Linked DNA regions of Macaca mulatta: all the other regions are linked to region 1. The links are chromatin contacts, called in public Hi-C maps. All regions are on one chromosome and are shown on one strand. The core of a region is the stretch at or near the end of the contact, and the rest is flanking DNA. Distances in the headings are between cores, read along the strand shown.

What was found. Hi-C and Micro-C count contacts between places; a contact is called where the count stands out from the background.
Region 2: a contact with region 1 is called in a Hi-C map of liver, with 2.7 times the contacts expected there. The contact joins the promoter of BRD1 here to the promoter of CRELD2 in region 1. A contact is called at or near these places in 2 of 14 Hi-C or Micro-C datasets (fetal cortex germinal zone and liver).
Region 3: a Hi-C map of cortical neurons shows a contact between it and region 1, with 4 times the contacts expected there. The contact joins the promoter of ZBED4 here to the promoter of CRELD2 in region 1. A contact is called at or near these places in 2 of 14 Hi-C or Micro-C datasets (cortical neurons and liver).

Annotation. Positions count from the first base shown.
Region 1 is chr10:1,520,823-1,524,955 of T2T-MMU8v2.0, forward strand. CRELD2 (cysteine rich with EGF like domains 2) reads right to left here and starts at 2,288. Exons shown (of 10, transcript XM_077949283.1): 1 at 2,024-2,288; 2 at 1,540-1,622; 3 at 1,017-1,127; 4 at 610-701. The coding sequence starts at 2,152. ALG12 (ALG12 alpha-1,6-mannosyltransferase) reads left to right here and starts at 2,490. Exons shown (of 11, transcript XM_077949282.1): 1 at 2,490-2,651.
Region 2 is chr10:1,618,765-1,622,897 of T2T-MMU8v2.0, forward strand. BRD1 (bromodomain containing 1) reads left to right here and starts at 1,873. Exons shown (of 14, transcript XR_003719806.2): 1 at 1,873-2,225.
Region 3 is chr10:1,591,937-1,596,069 of T2T-MMU8v2.0, forward strand. ZBED4 (zinc finger BED-type containing 4) reads right to left here and starts at 1,694. Exons shown (of 2, transcript NM_001261128.1): 1 at 1,557-1,694.

The DNA.
Region 1 (4,133 bases), core at 1,038-3,537:
GGATAGACGCAGAGGCTGGCAGGAGGCTGAGGGGGGGCAGGTCGGGGGTCTAAACCTGAAACTTCTGCTACCTGATCCTGCTTGACCACGTGATTGCCTTTTATAAACGTTAAACCGTGGCTTCAGTTTCTGCACACTTCTTCACAGAAGAGCCCTGTCCTGCAGCACCCATTAAGGCTCAAGGCCGTGCACCCAGCCTGATAGACACCTACTGCCCTGGGCTCTCTGCAATGGCAGCCACAGAAGCCGTGGTGTGGTCCCCTCTGTGCACACAGGGAGAAGCCCCTGGACAGGTCAGTCAGGACAGACTCTCAGGTGAGTGGACTCAGCTGTGAACAACCTGAGTCAGTGAACCCGAGTTAACAGCACAGCTGGGATGACATACTCAGTTTTACACTAAAGCGTGAGGTGAGTGGTGAGGCTGCAGCGGGAGGGTGCGAAGTGCTCCAAGTTGGGTTGGGGATGGGGGAGGCAGCCGTCCGGCAGGGTCCCAGACCCTACAGAAAGCTGAGGTCCCCCAGGTCCCCTCTGTGCTTTCATCCCCCAAGAATTGTGAGACGAAGAGGGGAAGTGACGTAGGAGATGGGATTTCCCTAAGCAGAAACGCACCGAGACAGTCAGGACCGTAGGTTCCTGGAGAGCAGCACAGTTTCAGCGTCTTCACACAAAACCACTCGAATAAGTCAGGATACTCGTTCTTCCTGAGGATGGAGGAAAACATTCACTGAATCCCACCAGACACAGCTCTTTAAAACAAACATGCAGCTGAACATAACATAGGCTCTAGAGTATTCCAAGATCCAGGAAACAAGAGTCTAGGTGTGGACAGAGTCTTCTCGTTAATTTCCCGGTTTTGATCACTGACCCTGGTGATAAAAAACAGTAATGCAGGGGTAAGGTGGGTGCGAGGCAGGTGGGAGCTCCATACTGTTCCCGTATCTTTCTAAGTCTGAGGTTATTTCAAATTCTAAGTTGGAAAATAAAAAGTATCTTCTAAGAGGTTTTAAGGCACTCACAGCTGCAGCCACCAGGCCTCCAGGTGTTCCTCCTGTGCCTCCAGCATCTGGTTGCATTCGAAGTCGCTGCTCTCGCACAGCCCCTCCAGAATCTCCAGCAGGCGAATCTCGCTGAAACACAGGCCCACGCGGGCCCACGGTCAGCGCCACAAGCCAGTGAAGAAAAATCCGAACCAACACACCAGCCCGGGTGCAGGGGAGGGGGCCGGGATTCCAGGCAGAGAGAGTAAGGGGACCCCACTGTCAGGGGGCCAGGAGCGGTTCACACAAGTGGGGCTGGTGTTCCAGTTTACGTTTTAAAAAGCCACTGTCTGTTGAGGGGGTAGGGACCAGAGCAGAAGCTGGAAGGCCAGAGAGGATCCAGCCATTAGTCCTCAGGCAGAAGCCAAGGCAACTCAGAGAGGTGACTGGTGCCTCGGGGGCTGTTCTGTCTCCCTGTTATTAACACAGGCACCAAAGGCAGGACACGGCTTCCCAGGACAGGGTCAGGCCAAGACCCACAGGGCTGCTCCAGAGCGCCCACCTGGACTCATACTTGGACAGCGTCTTTTCCTCCCAAGCCGTGTTCCCGCCGCCAAAGTTCTTCTTTGCGGTGTCCACCAACCCCTGCGAGGAGACAGTGCCCATAGGGCTTGGTACCACCTGACCCCCCGCCCAGGGTGAGGGCGACCCCAGGTCGAGGGTGAGGGGACCCCAGGCCCACGGTGGGGTCAACCCTGGGTCCACGGCGGGGGTGGATCCTGGGTCGAGGGTGAGGGGGACTCCAGGACTACGGAGTGGCGACTCTGGATCGACGGTGGGGGGACCCCAGGCCCACGGTGGGGGCGACCCCGGATCCAGGGTGAGGGGGGCCCCAGGTCTAGGGTGAGGGGGACTTCGAATCCAGGGTGAGGGCGACCCTGGCTCCAGGGTGAGGGGGACCCCGGGCCCAAGGTGGGGCAACCCCGGATCCAGGGTGAGGTGGACCCCGGGCCCACGGTGGACGACCCCGCCCGGCCCCTGCCCACCTGGTTAAACTTGTCCACCAGCCCCCGGCACCGCTGGCAGGGCGTCGGCTTCTTGGCGGCCTCCGGCGCGGGCAGCAGCAGCAGCAGAAGCGACAAGAGCCCCAGCGCGGCCCGGCGAGGCAGGCGCATGGCGGGTAGCACTGCGGGCAGACGCAGCCGGAGCTCCAGGTCCTGCGGCCGCGCGGCTCCGGCCTCTCGGCCGCCCACCCGCTCCCAGCCGCGCCGGCCGGTCCCCCTGGCTACTTGACGGTGCCGGCGAGGCCCCGCCCCGCTCGCCAGCCCCGAGCCGCTATTGGTCGATGGGACCCGCCCCGGCCTGATGTGGACCAATCCGAGCTCGCCACGAGAGGCAACCAATGGGAAGGCCCCGGGTCAGCGTCCGCGGGGAAGCCGGGGGCGGGGCGTGCATGTCCAACCCCGCCTCCCGCGCCCCGCCCCTTGCGCGCAGCCCGCGGCGGCCATGTTTACTCAGGGCACAGAGGGTCCTCGCGGCCGCAGCTGCCAGGGTTGCGGTGGCCGCTTTAGATTCGGGCAAAGGCTTCGCTCTGTTCTGTTTCCGCCGTCCCGCTTCCTGCCGAGGCCGGCCTAGGCAGCCGCGTTCCGAAGGACGCCGCCGGGAGCTGCGGAGGTCAGTGCGCGCTGCCGCGACCGGGGCCCTCAGGCGGGCGCGCGGCGAGACCAGGGAGGAGGCGGGCGGGGGCGCGACCCGAGCTGGCGCTGGCGTTGGATTCCTGAGACCTCACCGCGTATGTCCACGCGTCACAGCCCGGTGCTCCTGGGGCTGCACCCCTCACTTGGGGCCGGGCTCCTCACCTGGGGCCGGACCTGTCACCCGGGGGCTGGACCCCTCACCTGAGGCCGGGCTCCTCACCTGGGGCTGGACCTGTTACCTGGGGGCCGGGCCTCTCACCTGGAGCTGGACTTGTCACCTGGGGGCTGGACCCCTCACCTGGGACTGGGCTCCCCACCTGGGGCCGGACCTCTCACCTGGGGCTGGACCCCTCACCTGGGGTCGGGCTCCCCACCTGGGGCTGGACCTCTCACCCGGAGGCTGGACCTCTCACCTGAGGCTGGACCCCTCACCTGGGGTCGGGCTCCCCACCTGGGGCTGGACCTCTCACCCGGGGGTCGGACCTCTCACCCGGAGGCTGGACCTCTCACCTGGGGCTGGACCCCTCACCTGGGGTCGGGCTCCCCACCTGGGGCTGGACCTCTCACCCGGAGGCTGGACCTCTCACCTGGGGCTGGACCTCCCACCTGGGGGATGGGTTTTTCACCTGGGGGCTGGACTTTCCACCTGGGGCTGGGGTCCACTCAGTGTCTTTGGGGGCTGGGGATCTGCATTTCTACAGGCGCTTGAGGTGATGAACACTCGCTAATGTTCAGGAACCCCTGGTTTAAATTAGGGGAAATGTGCAGTGTCTGGATTTCACAGAACTTCTGTCTGGAAGGAAGGAGTGCAGATAACATGGCTTTTTCTGGTCTTTGATGGGCAGCAGCTGTGATTTGCATCAGATCATTTGTGTTTCCTGCTGAGAGGCTAATGATTATTATTAGTAATAGTAACATCTGGGCCAGGCGCAGTGGCTCATGCCTGTAATCCCAGCAATTTGGGAGGCTAAGGTGGCCGGATCACCTGAGGTTAGGAGTTCGAGACCAGCCTGGCCAATGTGGTGAAACCCTGTCTCTACTAAAAAAATACAAAAATTAGCCAGGCGTGGTGGCACATGCCTGTAATCCCAGCTACTCTGGAGGCTGAGCCAGGAGAATCACTTGAAGCCAGAAATTGGAGGTTGCATTGAACGAGATCATGACACTGCACTCCAGCCTGGGCAACAAGAGTGAAACTCCGTCTCAAAAAAAAAAAAAAAAAAAGGTAACATCTGATTTGACCAATTTCTTTTCTTTTCTTTCTTCTTTTTTTTTTTTCTTTGAGACGGAGCCTCACTCTGCCACCCAGGCTGGAGTGCAGTGGTGCAATCTCGGCTCGCTGCAACCTCTGCTTCCCAGGTTCCAGTGATTCTCCTGCCTCAGCCTCCTAAGTAGCTGGGATTACAGGCACCCACCACCAGGCCCGGCTAATTTTTGTGTTTTTAGTAGAGACAGGGTT
Region 2 (4,133 bases), core at 623-3,122, 98 kb after region 1:
TAGTTTCACTGTGTATGAGTTATGGTTCAATTCTCTTAGTATTTTGGCAACCCCTCCTCTGTAGGATCAGTCTGAACTCTAAAAAAGATCCTTTCTCTCTCTCCGAAGGCCTTCCTGAGTCTCCCTCTGACACGCCTACATTCGAGGCTTTGTTCTTCTCTCCTCTGAGCATCACCTCTATTGTCTGAGAAGTCACTGTCCCCGTCTCTCTCCTGTTCTGTGAAGGGTTTTGTGTCTTTTCATCTTCTCTTTCATGAGACTGTGTCTTACTTTCACTCTGCGTTGTGGAGAACCTCCAGCTTGTTTCCATCTGGCTTCCCTGAGGTGGAGGAGAGAAGGGTTCCGGCTCAGCTTGCTTGTTTGGCCACAGGTAAACAGACATCAGTAGAATGGAGGTGACACGAAGTTCCTGGGTCTCGTGCAGAAGAGGTCAGGGCCCCAGTGGCCTGCACCCTCTCGGCTCAAGGGTGTGTCTGCAGGGAGTCCTAGATCAGGACTGACCACTAGGGACCTTGGCTGCGGTCCTACCTGCCCTCAAGTCTTCACATCACAACCCACGCACGGTGCCATGGGCATGAGGGCTGGCCAGGAAAAGGCCTGTGGGGCTTTGCCCCATCAGGGACACCTGGGTGAACAAAGCCACCCCACTCCCAATAAGGTGTTTGATGCAGTGCCCTGAGCAGTGGGGCCGCTCCGCTGCCCCATGGGGAAGGTCTGTCCCAGGGTGGACAGCTGCTCCTCCCGAGGGGCCTGCCTAGATGCCACAGGCTGGGCTGCTGGAACCCAGGGATTCCACAGCACCATCGTCCTGATCACAGATTCTCAAGGAAACCAAGGAGCTCCTGCCTCACCTTAAAACATTTTGGGACTTAATCTTGGAGTGAAAATTGTTATGACCCCACTGAATTTTAGAGTTTACACAAAAGGCCAAAGCGAAGGCAGAGACTCAGGCCTCTCAACTCGCGCCCGCAGGGGCCTTTTCTTGCAACCTCAAAGGGCATCTGCTTCACGCCGGACTGGGCAGGGCCCTCACACTGGCAGGACTACTTGCACACCTGGCCTGACACTCACTAGGGGAGGCTCCCCAGCCCGGCTGCACCACCTTCCCCTACTTAGTCGGGTGCCCCGGCCAGTGCCCCTTCCACTTCCACCCAGTGGGCCCACAGGGTCCCCTCTGCCCACTTAGGGCCCTCCGGAGACTCTGGGGCCAATCGCCCCCTGCCTCAGGGCCCCCCACTCCTGGGCCAATCGCCCTGCCTCAGGGCCATCCATTCCTGGCCGGTCCCCCCTGTCAGGGCCCCGGACTCCCGGCTGCTCCCCCCTCCGCCCTCGAGGGCCCCCCCACTCCAGGGCCAATGCCCTTCTGCCTCAGGGACCCCCACTCCCGGCCGGTACCCCCACCTCTGGGTCCCCCACTCCCGGCCGGTCCCCCGGCCTCAGGGTCCCCCATTCCCGGACGGTGGTACCCCCTGCCTCAGGGTCCCCCACTCCCGGGCCATCCCCCCGCCTCAGCGACCCCACCCCGGGCCAATGCCCTTCTGCCTCAGGGCCCCCGACTCCCGGCTGCTCCCCAACTGCCTCGGGTCCCCCACTCCTAGGCCTGTCCCCCTGCCTCAGGGCCCCTCATTCTCCATCCTCCTGACCTCCTCAGGGACCCTCTGGCCCGGTCCTCCCTAACTCAAGGGCCCCCACTCTCCATCCTCCCGACCCCCCACTCCCAGCCCGGTCCCTGCCGCCTCAGGGTCCCCACTTGGCCCCAGCTCCTCGCGACGCCCCCTCCCCCGCGCGCCGCTGAGGCGGCGGAGTCCGCGCGTCATGGCGGCGGCGGGCGGGGCGCGTCTCGCACGCAGCGCGCCGGGCGGAGCGCTCGCCGCATTGTTTGCTTCGCTGGGGAGCGAGCGAGCGACCCGGCCCTGGCGTCCGAGCCAGCCCCGCGTCCCGCGCCCGCCGCCCGCCGCCCGCGCCCGCCGGCCGGGCCCCCCGAGCCGGGCCTCCAGCCGGGCCCCGAGCCCGCGCCGCGCGAGCCGCCGCCCGAGAGTCCGCGGCCGCCGCTGCCGGGCCCGGAGCCGCCGCGGCCGAGAGGAGCCCGCGCCCAGGAGCGGCGGCGGGGCCCGGCCTGCGCGGCCGTTGGCGGAGGAGCCGCGGGCGCCATTAGCGCCGCCTCGGCCGCGCCGGCCCCCGCGCCCGCCCGCTTGCCGGGCTCCCGCGGCCGCGGCGCCCCGAAGGTGAGTGGGCGGAGGCCTGGCCGTGGAGGCCTCTCCGCCGCCTCGCGGGCCGCCCGGGCCTCCCGGGCCGCCGCCGCCGCCGCCTCCGCCTCGGCCCGGCCTCTCGGGGTTGTGGTGCCGACGCCATGTTTGGCGGCGGCGGCGGCGGCGGCTCCGCATTGTCCGCGGACCGGGAGCCCGGGATGCCGGGGAGGCCGGGCGGGGAGACCGGGGAGTTCGGGCCGGTCGGCCGGGGAGACAGGCAGGGAGCCTGGGAGGCCGGGCGGGGAGACCGGGGAGGTCAGGCCGGGGAGTCGAGGGAGGCCGAGTCGGGCTATGGGTCTCGGCGGCCTGGGCCGCGGCGCCCGCCCGGAGTCCGCGCTCGAGTCGGGTCGGGCCTCGGGCAGCCGCCGAGCCGGCCGGGCCGCCCCTTATGTAACAGACAGGCCGGCCGAGCTCTGCCCAGACGGGAACTCCCTGTGAGCAGGGACGCGCCCCGAGATCGCCCAGGAGCCGCGCGGCCTGCGGCGGCCGGGCTGGAGAACCGGCGCCGCCGCCTCCCCGGGCGTTTGCAGGGAGACGCCTCGCGACGAACGCGAGGCTTCCCCGGGCCTTTTAAACGAGTGACACGATTGAAGCGCAGTTCACGGGAAACACGGCTGTTGTGAGCGGACGCGGGAGTTCTGAGAATCCTCAGCAGCAGGAGCCCCTGCCCCGCGGGGTGCGGGCCCGTCCCCCAGAAAGCGCGGCCGTCCGGGTCTGTTTTTGAGGGTCGGTCGCCAGGTGGTTGTGTAGTTAGTGGAATCGGCGGAGGTTTTTGTTTGCCTGGCCCAGCGCCGTCCCGAGTGCCGTGTGCTTCACACAACTTCGCACAGCTCAGCGGCCGCGGCTCCCGTGGCCTTTAGGGAGCGGCCCGGCGCGTGGTCGGCTTCTCCCTGGGCGGGCGGTGGGAAGAGGGAAGCGGCCGTCTTGTGGGCAGCAGCCTTCCCTGCTTTTGGCCCGCAGAGCTCTTCAGGATGTGCTTAAGGGAATTATTCCTTGAGAAGCGACGTGTGTGCCCCCGCGGATCCCTCCCGGTGGAAATGCGTGTCCCAGCACGGACAGAACCGGCCCGGGGGGAAGCGGGGAAGCAGGGAAGGGCGTGGGTCGCCCTGCGCTGCCGAGGGTCTACTCTCCCCGGGTCCCAGTTCCGTGTTGAGAGCTGCTGTGGCCGTGAAGCCTTCGGTTCAGTTCTCCCCCTTGTAGAAAGTGTTGAGATGAGGAGCTTCGCGGCTCCCTGGGAGAGAGTGGGTTTCCGGGGGCTGCTTGTCGTTAGGGCGACTCAGGACTTTGCTGTCGAGGGGAAAATTACAGGTTCGTTTCTGATCTGGTGAGTAACCAACTGTTGCTTCTGCCCCACCTCAGTAATGACGCGTGTCGCCGTCCCGGGTGCACTAGGGTAGCTCTCTGCAGGCTGTGGTGTCACCTCTGCAGGGCTCCCAGGGCCGGCTGGGCTGTACTGACAGCTCTCCAGGAATCCAGGGTTGAGTGGGTACCTGGAGGCCCTAGAAATGCAAGGGGGCTGAGGTTTGGCTGACCACATTTTCTCTCCTGTCCTCTCTGTAGGTAATTGCAATCTAGTTTCAACATACAATGAGGATTTCTGTCTGATACAGGGAAAGATACACAGTGGCTGGAGGGTCTGTCTTAAGAAGTGCCTTGAAGTCGGCTGGGATTTCCTTTCGGGACTCACAGAGGGAAGCCTGCTCCCTGAGGGCTTTTTCTGAGGCCCAGTAGATCTAGGCCCAGGGTGAGGCTCTGAAGCCAGGCTGCTGCGGGTGCCCCTGCTCCCCCTGGGCCCCGAGGCCAGGCGTCCCTGACCTTGCAGGGCTAGATGCAGAGTGGGCCTTGGGCTTCAGCTGAGAATATTTGTTTTGCGAGTCAGTCACT
Region 3 (4,133 bases), core at 444-2,943, 71 kb after region 1:
ATTCACAGAATCTCTCTTAACCTGTGCTAGATCTTTTCTTGAAAAAAAGCCAGTCATGACAAGCAGATATAATCCGTTTAAGGACTACGGGAAGTGTGCATCCTTGTATGGACGTCCCATTGGAAACCCTATGGAATCGAACTCCTGTAAACTTTCCTCTTGCAAGATAACTTTGGTTTTGTTTTTTGTTGTTTTTGAGATGGAGTCTCGCTCTGTCCCCCAGGCTGGAGTGCGGTGGCGCGATCTTGGCTCACTGCAAGCTCCTCCTTCCGGGTCACGCCATTCTCCTGCCTCAGCCTCCCAAGTAGCTGGGACTACAGGCGCCCGACACCACGCCTGGCTAATTTTTTGTATTTTTAGGAGAGACGGGGGTTTCACCGTGTTAGCCAGGATGGTCTCGATCTCCTGACCTCGTGATCCGCCCGCCTCAGCCTCCCAAAGTGCTGGGATTACAGGCGTGAGCCACCGCACCCGGCCAAGATAACTTTGTTTAGTAACTGAAATTAATTGATAATCAAAATGTGGCTTATTCATGGCAGTTAAAAAAAAATCCCAACCAAATCCTTCCTAGTCTCAATTTTGTCACCATGACATACACAGAAAAAAATAAAAAATATTTCTATGTAAAAAGTCGCAGGGTGCCCTTGCTTTACCAAACTGGCCTCATTATAAGGTCTGAATGGATTTCTAAAAACTATGCACATAATCTGATCAGGGCTAACTTCAAAACAAATAACTTCCCTTTTGACCAACACCAGAACAACAGAAGCTTCTGACGGCTCAGCTTGGCCGGGACGTTTCCACAGCGGTGCCCGGGTCTGCCAGGGCCACCCGGAATACGAAGGCGCAGAAGGGAGCCCGAGGGGCTGCGATTCTCTTAGCAATGAAGACCGTGTGGGTCACACAACGGGACAAAAGAAGAAACAAAACTGACTGCGAGCTCATTTGGGTGTAGGAAAACCACTGCAGTCGAAAAACATTTGAAATTATGGTTCGCAAGGCAAGTTATGTTTTTATTCATTCAATGTGAACGGTCATCCCCAGAACCACGTACAATAACCTGCCTCGGGGCGCGTCGCAAGGACCCATCTGGGCTGAGACATGAAGCAGGGCCCGGGTGGCCCTTCCTGGAGGTGGAACGGGAATGACACATCCAGAGAAGTCCCAGGGACCGGGCTCGCGGGGCAACTCGACGTGGCCGGCACAGCGCGCTCCCGGCGGACCCGGGCGGCGCCCCGAGCCCCGTCCCGTCCGCCCCGTCCGCCCGGAAGCAGCGGCGCGGGCACGTGGGCCAGGCCGGGCGCCGACCCCGGGCACTCGGCCGCTCAGTCGGCGCCGCCCCCGCGCCAGCTGTCAGGGCCGGGGTCCGCGCGGGGGCGGGTCCGGGGCGGCGCCAGGCGGGGACCCCGAGGCCACGGAGCCGCGCCCCCGCCCGCCTGGCCCCGGCCCCGGCCCGGCGCGGCGCAGACAATGGCGCGGCCCGGCCCGGCCCCGGCGCGGTCCGCGGGGGACGGGGCTCGCGGCGGGCGGCGGGGCGGCGGCGCCCGCGCACTCACCTCGGCCCGGCCTCTGGGGCGGCTCCCGGCCGGCTGCGGACGACGGCGGCGCGGGCGGACGCTCCATTCATTACCGCGGCTTTGTCTGCCCCCGCGCCCCTCCCGCGGCCCCGCCGCCCGCCGCCCGCGACGCCGCCGGACGCTGCGCCCCTCCCAGGGCCCCGCGCGGCGCGGGGCGGGGCTGGCCGGGGGCGGGGCCGACTTGGGGGCGGGGTCTACGCGCGCAGGCGCAATGTCCGCGTACCCGCCCCGCCTCGTCCCTGGCCGGGTGGGAGGACGAAGCGGCTGGGGGCACTGCCGCTGGGGCGGGGCCGGGCGGAAGACGCAGACACAGTGCGCGCTGCGGCTCCGCCTCGGGGTCTGGGTGGGCAAACTACGCAGGCGCAGTGCGAGCTCTGGCGCGGGGGGGCGACGGGCAGGGCCCAGGCGCCTTGGCGGGGCGGGGTGCGGCCGCCGCGGTTTGTTCCCGTGGCTTGGCCGTTGGCGGCGGCTCGGCGCGCACTCAACGGCCCACCGCGGGTTTCCGGGATGGCCGGCAACGCGGGTCCCGGTCCCGCCCCGAATCCCCTTACCTGGCGCGGAGGCCGCTCAGTGCGGTGCGGTTGGGCCCCGTGGGCTGAGACCTAAGCCCTTGAGCCTAAGGCGATCGGGCTCCCGGCGCGGCCCCCCGGGGGCGGGATTAACGCCTAAGCCCCGAGCCGGGTCGGCGGGAGGAGGGCGGCCCTCTGGGCGGGCGCGGGACCGGGACTGGCGGTGCGGAGCGCGCGGGACTCGTCCGCTCTCAGGGTCTGAAGAAAATGTGTACTTTTAATGTGTTATTTCCTAACACAAATGTCTGAGCCGACCAAATAAACTCTGCAGGCTGAATGTGGCCCCGAGGTCCTCCGTTGGTGACACGGCTTTCGGCGTTTTCTCGGCCTGAGTGTGAGAGTGAGACGAGCCCGCGTGGCGGTCACCGGCTAGAGCGGGAGCGTGGAGTTAGCCCGGCCGCCTCTGCCCGGAGCCTGCCCCTGCCCGGGATGTCCCCCTTCACCCACACGCCGACTGTTCCAAAGTCCATGTCCAGCCTGCAGCCGGGTTCTGTATGGTGCCTGAGCTAAGAATGCTTTTCTCGTTTTTAAGAAGTTGGGGGAGAATTAAAACAGTATTTCAGGATATATGAAAAGTATATGAAATTCAAATATCGGCCGGGCACAGTGGCTTACGCCTGTCATCCCAGCACTTTGGGAGGCCGATGCGGGTGTATCACCTGAGATCAGGAGTTCGAGACCAGCCTGGCCAACATGGAGAAACCCTGTCTCTACTGAAAATTAAAAAAATAATAATAATTAGCCAGACGTGGTGGTGGGCGCCTGTAATCGCAGATACTCGGGAGGCTGAGGCAGAAGAATTACTTGAACCCAGGAGGCAGAGGTTGCAGTGAGCCGAGATTGCGCCATTGCACTCCAGTCTGGGTGACAGCCAGACTCCGTCTCAAAAAAATAAAATAAAATAAAATGTCAGCTTCCTAAGGAGTTCAATTGGAACACCGCCATGCCTGTTCATATAGTTAAAAGGTAAACTGCTTTTACCTTCCACCATAGCTGAGGAACTGAGACAGGGCACTGACACCCAAAAGGGGCTCCCTGTTTCTTTTTGTTTTTGTTTTTGTTTTTGTTTTTTTGAGACGGAGTCTTGCTCTGCCGCCCAGGTTGGAGTACAGTGGCCGGATCTCAGCTCACTGCAAGCTCCGCCTCCCAGGTTTATGCCATTCTCCTGCCTCAGTCTCCCGAGTAGCTGGGACTACAGGCGCCCGCCACCTCGCCCGGCTAGTTTTTTGTATTTTTAGTAGAGACGGGGTTTCACCGTGTTAGCCAGGATGGTCTCGATCTCCTGACCTCGTGATCCGCCCGTCTCGGCCTCCCAAAGTGCTGGGATTACAGGCTTGAGCCACCGCGCCCGGCCTTCTTTTTGTTTTTTTTTTTTTTACTTTTTCTTTCTTTTTTTTTTTTTTTCTGAGACGGAGTCTTGCTCTGTCCCCAGGTTGGAGTGCAATGGGGCAATCTTGGCTCACTGCAACCTCCGCCTCCCGGGTTCAAGCGATTGTCCTGCCTCAGCCTCCCGAGTAGCTGGGACTACAGGCGTGCACCACCACGCCCAACTAATTTGTGTATTTTTAGTAGAGATGGAGCTTCACCATGTTGGCCAGGATGGTCTCCATCTCCTGACCTCGTGATCCGCTTGCCTCGGCCTCCCCCAAAGCGCTGGGATTACAGGCGTGAGCCACTGTGCCTGGCCCGGGGATCATCCCTGTTTCATTCAGAGTGGAGGCCAGTGTTCTCAGGCCTGCTCTGCCCCTGCCATCCCCTCATCAGCTCTGCAGCAGCCCCCGGCCTCCTTGGTGCTTGCTTTGGGGTATTTGCACTGAGTCTTGTCTGCCTGGAATGCTCTTCCCGTCTGCCAGTGTCAAACTCCCAGACGGCTGCCCATATGTCAGCATAGTGGGAGGCTCTCCGGGGCCATGCTCTATGAAGTAACACTTTGCTGTCCTCATCCCCTCTCCGGGCTCTGACACACTATATATGCCTGTGTCATGAC